2 separate regions of the Ovis aries genome follow, and region 2 is linked to region 1. A link is a contact called in public Hi-C data. All regions are on one chromosome and are shown on one strand. The core of a region is the stretch at or near the end of the contact, and the rest is flanking DNA. Distances in the headings are between cores, read along the strand shown. Region 1 overlaps ITGAE (integrin subunit alpha E). Region 2 holds the start of P2RX1 (purinergic receptor P2X 1).

Evidence for each region. Hi-C and Micro-C count contacts between places; a contact is called where the count stands out from the background.
Region 2: a contact with region 1 is called in a Hi-C map of liver, with 2.5 times the contacts expected there. The contact joins the promoter of P2RX1 here to the enhancer-like site in region 1. A contact is called at or near these places in 5 of 16 Hi-C or Micro-C datasets (hypothalamus, liver, retroperitoneal adipose tissue and 1 more).

The regions. Positions count from the first base shown.
Region 1 is chr11:24,275,714-24,280,144 of ARS-UI_Ramb_v3.0, reverse strand. ITGAE (integrin subunit alpha E) reads left to right here. Exons shown (of 30, transcript XM_060395331.1): 27 at 1,852-1,908; 28 at 2,229-2,324; 29 at 4,022-4,117. Among named protein-coding and RNA genes, the nearest start is that of P2RX5, 13 kb to the right of the region's middle. Within about 2 kb of position 1,719, at least 35 of the 54 cell types and tissues checked have an H3K27ac peak or open chromatin away from gene starts, as enhancers often do. A contact at or near this core is called in hypothalamus, liver and tail adipose tissue, where this site is marked.
Region 2 is chr11:24,424,170-24,428,723 of ARS-UI_Ramb_v3.0, reverse strand. It overlaps P2RX1 (purinergic receptor P2X 1), which reads left to right and starts at 2,995. Exons shown (of 11, transcript XM_060395333.1): 1 at 2,995-3,383. The coding sequence starts at 3,247.

The sequences.
Region 1 (4,431 bases), core at 470-2,969:
TTGAACGCAGTGGACCGAGTTCAGGCCAATGAAGCCTTGTGTGCGGTTGCATGTCTCATCAGACAAGAGGCTCAGCTCTTTGGAGATGATGATTTCTGGCAGGATTTCCTCAAAAGTTTTCTGGTGAGCTCCATTGACTAAGTCCTGTCCTTCGATAGCAATGATTTTTAGGGCTACAGGTGTGTGGTTAGCAACTGTTTGAAACACCTCACCAAACACCCCTTCTCCAATCTTCTCACAGCATTCCAGTTTTTCTTCGGAGAGGTAGTCGCCGAAGGGGATGGGACCCACCTGATTGCATTCTCCATAAAGCTTTTCTGCATCAGATGTCTTTTTGTCTGTGACCTGCTGTGTCTTTAAGGGGGTTAGCAAATACATAGAGGAAGAGTGCCGGGGGGACAGAGCACAGCTTGTTCTGTTCTGAACAGGGTGGTGTGAATATTCTGATACGAGGGACTCAGACAGAGAACTGCCCAGGGTGATGCAGCTGCACACTTCAGACACAGCTGTCACGATCTTCTTCTTGTGGAAACTGAAGGAGGCTCTGGTTTTGGTCCAAGAGCAGGCATTCTGTAAACGAGTCAGGTCCTGGGTGACACATGAACCGTCTTCCATCTTTTGGCCTTTTGTAACCTGGCAGTGATGGAGGAGGGAGGTTTCTGCTGTCCCTTGATGCTTCCTTTTTCGGCTTAGCCTGGTTCTCTCAGGCCAGTTGTTTTTCCCAGGTGCGATTCCAGCCTTGCACCCACGGGCCTCCTCGTATTCTATATGGACAGACCCTTGAGACTCAATCTCTCGACAAGAGTCCTGGTCGGTGGCCCTCTTCTTACCCCTGCCTGATAAACCTGGGCTCTCCTGCCTCCTCCCCACCAGTTCCCTGTCATGGCAGAACTCCTGCAAATTCTTCCCATCTGTCCTAAGCTCGGAATCCTCAGGATTTCCTGAGTCCAAAAAGCTAAAGAGAGCTGACCTGAGGCTGGCCTGGGCTTGGTGGGCCAACTTGGTGAGCCTGCCTCCTCCTGTCGCTGCGTCCTGGGAACAGGGGAGGGGTGCCTGGTCCAGGGAGGCTTCTGGGAGGTGGAAGTTGCTCGGAGCTTCTGAGGCTGCATCCAGAAAGGTGGAAGGGTCGGTACAGATGCTGTCTTCTGCCGCAGGGAACCCGGGGCCGGGAGAGGCCAGAGAGCTGAACAGGGAGGCACTGGTGCCCAGCTCGCCGCCGTCCCTGGGCTGGCCGCACACACTGAGGTCCGGGCTCAGGCAGCCCGGGTTGCCGTTGGGAAAGGACGGCGGTCCTAGCGGGCCGCAGGGGGTGCTGCACTTCTGCGGGCACCGCGATCGCAGCCTCAGGCGTCTCGGAGTCGCGATCTGACTCGGCCGGCCCTTGGCGAGTCGGGCGCCAGCGCGCTTCCGCTGCGGACCCACCGGGCTGCCGGGGAAGTCGGGGTCGTCAGGATCGTCGGAGACGACAGACTGCGAGGGGCCGCCACTGCTGGCGTCACTGCTACTGCTGCTGAAGAAACGCTTCCGGTCCTGCGGCGGGAACCACTGTACGGCTGCCAGGCCCGGCCGCCGCCGCGGCCTCCCGCCGCCGGCTGCCCCGTACGTTCGGAAGAGCCCACTCGCGGGTGGCGGGAGTGACGCCGCCATGGCCTGCACCCGCCAGGCAGTTCAAATGCTAACAGCACCGCGAGACTTCCTCGAGACGCGGACGCGCCTGCCCGCCGGGTCCTAGCGCCCGGCCGTCCGCGCAATCACGACGGATCTCGCGAGAAGTGGGAGGGGGCGGGTAACTCTGGCGGTTTGGCTTTTTCGTTGTGTTGTGGTGATGGCCTGGGGTGGTTGTCGTTTCAGGCCCACACCGTGTGCACTCAGGCTCACGAGCAAGTTTGTGGGAGCGATCTGGTTCAGGTGAGCGCAGTCATCCCAAAGACCGGAGGGAGGGGGTCATGGGGGAGAGAGGAGGGCCTGAAGCGGGTGCCGTGAGACGCCGGGATTGTACTTGCGAGGTTTCCCCTGAAAGCACAGCCCGAACGTTCCTGAGGCGCCCCTTAGCCTCTTCACCGGCTCACTTTTGCTAGGGTTGCGGCTTTGCTGGAACCAAATGAAGGCAGAAACTGCTCACACCCTTTATTCCTCGACCTTGAGGTTGTCTGTGTGCTAAGTGTTAAAATTCCCAGCTTTCCCACCCCATAAATAGATCGTGCTAATTAACACCCATCCTCTTTCAGCTTGTGGAAGAATGGCATTCAGTGAGCTGTAAGGTCACCTCGGATAAAGAAAATGTAACCGTGGCTGCAGAGCTCTCCTTGAATCAGCCAAAGCAGGTACTTAGGATTTGATTAATCCTCGTTTCTCGGGCATCTTCCCTGGAAACGATAATATTAATAGCATCTCCAAATATAACGTGCCCAAAGCAGGACTGTTGATCCATCTACTGCTCCAGCCTGTTGCTTCCTCACTCTCTCAGGGTAACTATCTAGGGTAACTTAGCAGTTGCTTGCGTGCTCAGGGGTGTCCGACTCTGCGTTCCGGCGGACTGCAGCCCACCAGGCTCCTCTGTCCATCGGATTATCCTGACAAGAATACTGGAGTGGGTTGCCATTTCCTCCTCCAGGGGATCTTCACGAACCAGGGATGGAACCCGCGTCTCCTGCTGCTCCAGCATTGGCAGGCGGATTCTTTACCTCTGAGCCATCTGGGATACCCTTACACTGCTGACTTACTAGGGATTCTAGGAATTCCTTGTGGCGACTCCTTTTCCTTAATTTTTCTTTTTTAAACATTTATTTATTTGGCTGCGCCAGGTCTTAGTTGTGGCTTGCAGGATCTAGTTCCCTGACCAGGGATCCAACCCATGTTCCCTGCATTGGGAGCTCTGAGTCTTAGCCACTGGACCACCAGAGAAATCCGATCCTTTTTCTTACATCCGCTTATCTGTTCCAGCAGCAACCTCGATCATTCTACCCACCCCCAGATATATTCTAAATCCATTCGCTTCTGTGTGTCTCCACTGCTGCTGCTGTTCAGGTCACCACCTCTTGCTGGATTCACTGCCGTAGCCTCATCTCTGCTTTTCTTGCCTGTGCTTTTGCCATGACCTTCACCGACATTCTTCATGGAACAGTTATTTTTAAAAAGCAAACACTATACCACTTATCTGCTTTAAAAAAAAAATCGTATACACTTAGACTAAAATTTGTCTTTTTTGGTGGTGTCCCAGGCATCCTATGATCTGGTTTCCGCTTTCTCCTCCATCTCCTAATACTTTCGTCTTCCCTGCTTCTTAGACTCTAGCTTGCAGATATTGTTCTAGCCACTGGACCTTTGTACTTGCTGTTCCTTCTGCATAAGACAGCTTTTCTTCTATATCTTCATGTGTGTGCTTTTTTCTTATGTGTAATTCACATGTTACCTTCTTAGCGAGACTTTCCCTGATCACTCATTTAAAAGTAGGAACTAAAGTCAAGTTTAACATCTTGTGATGATCCAGGTGAGAATGATGGGATGTGAGCTGAAGAAGTAGCAGTGAGAATGGAGGAAAAGGGGCAGGTGTTCAGAGAGACTGAAAAAAGAAAAGAATCATTAAGAACTGACTTGGGGATGGGAGTGTGGTGTGAGGTAAACGGTAAGGGAAAAGAAGTTGAGGTTTAACTAGGTTTCTGGCTTGGGAAACTTAGTGGTTGCTGAGGCCATTCTTTAGACTTGAGGAATACTGGAGAAGGAACACATTTAAAGGGAAAGATGACAGGGGAGGGGGGGTTTCCCTGGCAGTCCAGTTGGTAAGATTTTGCCCTCCAGTGCAGGGGGTATAGGTTCGATCCCTGGTCAGGGAACTAAGATCCCAAAAAAACAGAAACGTAAGGAATGATGCTGTCCAGGAATTGTAAGTCCATTTTTTTTAGAAGTCTATTTTAAATCAACTATACTCCAATTAAAAAAAAAGTTAACTCCCCTCCCCCTCCCGAAAAACGTAGGTCCATGTCTAAAATATGTTTCTTTTTTTTTCTCCCCCATCTTATAGTTACTAAGAGATGTGACTGAGCTGCAGATCCTTGGTGAAATATCTTTCAACAAATCTCTGTATGAGGGGCTCAACACAGAGAACCACAGAACTAAGGTAATCCCTGGGTGTTTTCTGGGTGCTGTCCTGGGAAGCCTGTGCCTGGCTTTAGCGCCCTTGTACAAATAGGCGCTTGCTATTGCCCTCTTCCTGTTTCAGTCTTATCACCTCTGCTCTTGACTCTGCAACTCGCTGTGTCTATGACCTTGAGTTACTCAGTTTCTGCCTAAGTTTTTCTGTCTCTGAAATGAGGCAACTGAATAAGAGGCCTAAGCAGAGGAAGTCTCAGTTGTTGCAACTAGGCTGGAATCAACACCTATCTATGTATATTTTGATTTGAAAAATTTTTGTATTTCCTAGTTGAGAAGTTT
Region 2 (4,554 bases), core at 1,746-4,245, 150 kb before region 1:
CAGCCAGATCATGGCCCATAGTTGGGAACAGAAGAGGCCAGAGAAGCCATGCAAGGTCCAGGCAGTGGGGAGATGCCAGCCTGGGGACCCCTGCTGTGGCCTCCGCATGGATGCCTGCTCTCCCTTCATGTCCCCCAGACAGTCCAGACAGACCAGCCCAGGGCCCTGTTCCAGCCGGTGTCTGAGAGGCTGAGGTACCAGGTGAGTCCCTGGGACACTGAGGCTGGCCCAGATGGTCTGGGGAGCTTCGGCTGAACTCCTCTTCGGGCGGTGGTGTGGCCTCTGCAACCTTGGGACGCTGAATGGCCAAGAAGAGTCTTTGGAGACTTTGCGACCCCCTTGAGGGCCTGGGCTGGCCTCCAGGACAGGCACACAGGCCCCTCCATGCTCACAGAGCCGCTAAATTTAGCCAGGCAGGCGAGGCTATCCTGGGGCCGAGCGCTTGGCAGCAATGCCTTCTCTCCCTACAAGGCCCGGCCCAGTGCCCGAGCCGGCCATTCGGCCTTTGGGCTTATAAGGCAGGTCTGGCGGCTCTCGAGGGCTGGAGTCTTGGGGTGGGCTCTGGGCCAAGATCTCAGACTTTGGGGAACCTCCTTCCTGGCCACCAGCAGACATGGGAGCTAGTCGCTGTGTGACAGTGGCACTCAACTTCCAGAGCCTCTGTGGCCTTACCTGTAAAATGGTGATTCTCCAACTAAGGCTGCTATAAAGAAAAGCCCACAGCATTCCAGGCTTCCCTCACGCCCCAAGATGTCTAGAACAAACACGGATATCTGTCCCTGGGGATGCTGAAGCTGGGGCTAAGGTTAGGAAAGCACAGCCCATGGAAAGATGCATTTTAGAACCGGTGAAGGGATGTTGACTCTATCAGCTGCCTGTCTTACTCTGCAGAGTTATTTGCAAGGAAAGGAATTTGGGGAAAGAAATAGAACTTCTTTTATTTCTTTTTGTTTGGGGGGTTATGATAACATCCCCAAATGAGACCGTTCTCCAGGTGTCCTGTTTTCTGAGGGTCAGGGTCAGAACCAAGACTGTAACAGGAGCTCATGTGTGTGCTCCAGGCAAGCCGGTTTGTCCCTGGGTCCATCTGTCTGTCAGCAAGCCTGGCTCCTTCTGGGAGAAAGAGATGGAGGAGGAGGGGGCAGACATGTGAGGGTGTGAAAGGCACAGACGCAGATGGGAGAACTTCTGCCTGACTTCCCTTCCTCCCTCCCTTCCTCCATCCCTCATCCTTTCCTCCTTCCTTTCTCATCTTCCTCTCTGCTCCCTTCCTTTCCCCCACCACACCCCCTCATCCAGTCCCAGCAACCCTCCTGAAATGGTTCAGACTCAGTGTCAGCATCCAGCACCCCACCTCCCATCGCAAGCAATTCATGTCCAGGGCCTGCTAGTCCAAGGGCCATGAGGTCAGCTGGGAAGAGGACAGATCCTTTTGTCTGAGGTCAAGATCAAGCCAAAGGGATGTGGCTACCACAGCTCTGCCTCCCAGCATCTCTGGATTTTCCTAGAAAAGCCCAGGAAGTGGACTCGCCAGGCCCTCTTGCAGGTAGCATCACTGGACAAGAGTTGAGCCTGAGACTGGTGGGTGCTCTGCACAAGATAAGTCTATTTAATGGGGGTGATTGGCCTGGTTGGGGGGCCAGCTGGAAGGAGCTGCAGGCTTGCCCTCTGGGTGGGGGGTCCCTTGCTGTCCAGAAGGCCGCTCTACCCAGACAAGAGGCTGGGATTCCCAGCCCTGGGGCCTGGCTCCGGGCCCAGAGTGATTTCCCAGTTACAGCCCCGCCAGGAAGAAGACTCCTATCAGACTTCAGGGTGGGGCAGCTTGGACAGGGTAGGGGGAAGGGCTGAGGGAACCCTGAGAACACCCTGCCTGGGCTGAGGGAGGGCCGGGGAGACCTTCCTGCTTCAAGCGGGGGCTTTCTGTACCATGCAGGGTGAGCTTGGGCAATTCACTTCTCCTCTCTTAGCTCCGGTTTCCTCACCTACAGAATGAGGCGGAGCTGCGGGGAAGCTTCCAGCTCTGGTGTTCTGAGAGCTCACACAGGACTTGCCCCAACCCAGCCCAGCCCCCGGGGACCCCTGTGTTCAGAGCCTGGGCTGGGGGCGTGTGCAGGGACTGCAGAGGGGCTGCACCCCAAGCTCAAGAGCCGCCTCAGTTTCTTGGTCCTCAGTGTTGTCAGGACCCATCCCCGGGATTTCGACTTATGAAGAAAGCTCACTATCTCCCGGTTTCACAGAGGAGGAAGAAGGGAGGTGAGGCAAGGTGCCGGGCCCTTTAGCAGGCAGCAGAGCTGGGAGTGGGCACCGAGACAGTCTCACATCAAGCTTTCCAAGCTCAACTCGGGGAGCCCGTCCATGACATGTAATAGATGTGGCCCTTATCCTGTCTGGGTACCTGCACCCAGGTACCCAGAAATGCTGGTTTCAGGGTAGTGGAGGTGAATCCAGGACAGGAGCAGTGGGAGGTCGGAGATGCCAGCCCAGTGCTGAAGTTGACTGGGCACAGGCCAGGCTCAGATCCAGAGGGGCAGATGGATGGAAGGGGGTCTGGGAGGTCGGGGTGGGGGTCCTGCCTCGGGCTCAGCAAGTGTCAGGGAGCCAGCCAGGAAGCAGCCGTCTTTCCTCTCTGCCCTCCTGGCTGCAGAGCCCCAGGGCCTGCGTGCTCCACCTGGGGGCCAAGGGAGGGCAGGGAGGATGTTTGGATACGGGAGGAGTCCCTGGTGTGGGGAGGGCTTCTGCCAGAGGCCACTCCAGCCAGGCCCTGGCCTGAGCCCCCAGCTCTCTTCTGCCAGGTTTGTGGGGGGCTGATGGCTTTATCTTTGCCTTATGACGTGTGGCCCATGGTTTCCTGCCAACAACTTCTGTTTCCGGAGGCCCAGCCGGGCCGCCCAGGCCGAGTCAGGAGGGGCAATGGGGCTGGGCCTGGGTGGCCCCCCTCCAGCCCCGCCCCCATCTATCTTTGGGAATTTATTTGTCCACAGGCACGGCTGGCCCACAGTCCATCGCCTGCCAGGGGCCAAGAGCAGCTCTGACCACCCAAGGACGCTCCCATCCAACTCAAGTGTTGCCAACCGACCTCTGACTCCTGACCTCTGGGCCCACCTGTTCCGCCCTGCTCTTTGTGAGGGGCTGGGGAAGCCCTAGAAGCTTCACCTCTGTAGACGCTGTGAGTATTGACGCCTGGCTCACCCCTGGGGAGCCAGGGCTTTGCAAGGGGCTCGGTTCTCAGCCCCCAGCCTGGCCACCATGGCGCAGCGGATCCAGGATGAGCTGGCTGCCTTCTTCTTCGAGTACGACACCCCCCGGATGGTGCTTGTGCGCAACAAGAAGGTGGGCGTCGTCTTCCGCCTGATCCAGCTCGTGGTCCTGGTCTACGTCGTTGGGTAAGTGTGGACCCCCCTCCCTGCTGCCCCCCGTCACCAGACCCCAGCCAGGGCTTGTCCTCCAGGCTCTGCGATGCCTCCCATGAGCCCCAGAGAGCCCTTCTTTCTCTCGTGGCTCTCATCCCTCCTGACAAACCATTCTGGTGCCCTTCAGAAGGAATGGGAACCTGCTAACCTGCTGCCGAGACAGGGACGCAGGGATGAGGGGCAGCCCTGCTCCCAGTCATATGGCGACAAGAGGTTAAGCCGTTGGGCTCTGAGGAACTGACTCACAGCTAACGGTTCCCTCGAGCGGCTTCCCACAGAGCCCTTCCACCTCTGACCTCCCAATGCACTGCTGAGGGGTGGAAGCAGTGCCCCACCTTACAAGCCAGTGTGGGATAGACCCTGCTCCCATCTGCCTGCCTGAACTAGAGGCATCCTGGGTTGCTCTAGACTGAGCAGAGACACCTGCAGGTTCAGAACACTTGGTGCCTTAAAGGCGCCATGTCACACGAAGGTTGGAAGTCGGTTCTAGCCCTGGGGATGACAGCCCCTTTCTGGGCATCATGGGACCTATCCCACCCTCCCAGGGCTGCAGGGGCAGAAGTAGGCGGGACTCACCTATGGGCTGCTGTTCTGGGGTCCACACAAAGGCCATCTTCCTGGCTGTCTTAGCAGGTGCTTGTGTGATCACACGCGTGGTGTGTGGATGCGTGTGTGGCATACCCAGAGCTCTGCGTGGGGTGAGTGTGCCTTCATGTGTCTGGGCACCTGCTTATCGGGTGTGGCTGTGGGATGTGTCTCTGGGGCTGAGTGCCCTGGTGTGTGGGTAGGGGGGCGGTGAGCAGGGCAGGGGAGGTGCACTTACAGTGACCCCACAGAGGGCTCCCGGAGGCCCCAGGGCCACTGAAGGGGGTTCAGCCCCTGCTGGGGGATCTAGGGCACCAGTAACCCTGCCCTTCTGGTCTCCACATCCCCATTTTTGCTGTGAGACCAAACCAGGGCGGGCTGACCAGGAGCCAAATGGCGACCACATAGTCCTGGTCCCCCCAGGCCTTATCATCCAAAACAGTCTCACTTCGGCTCCATCCGGTCCCCGAAGCCTCAGAACCGAGCAGGTAGAGCACAGCCACAGAGACCTTTCAGCCTCAGCCTTCTGTCCACAAACCAATTTGATATCTGCAGTATC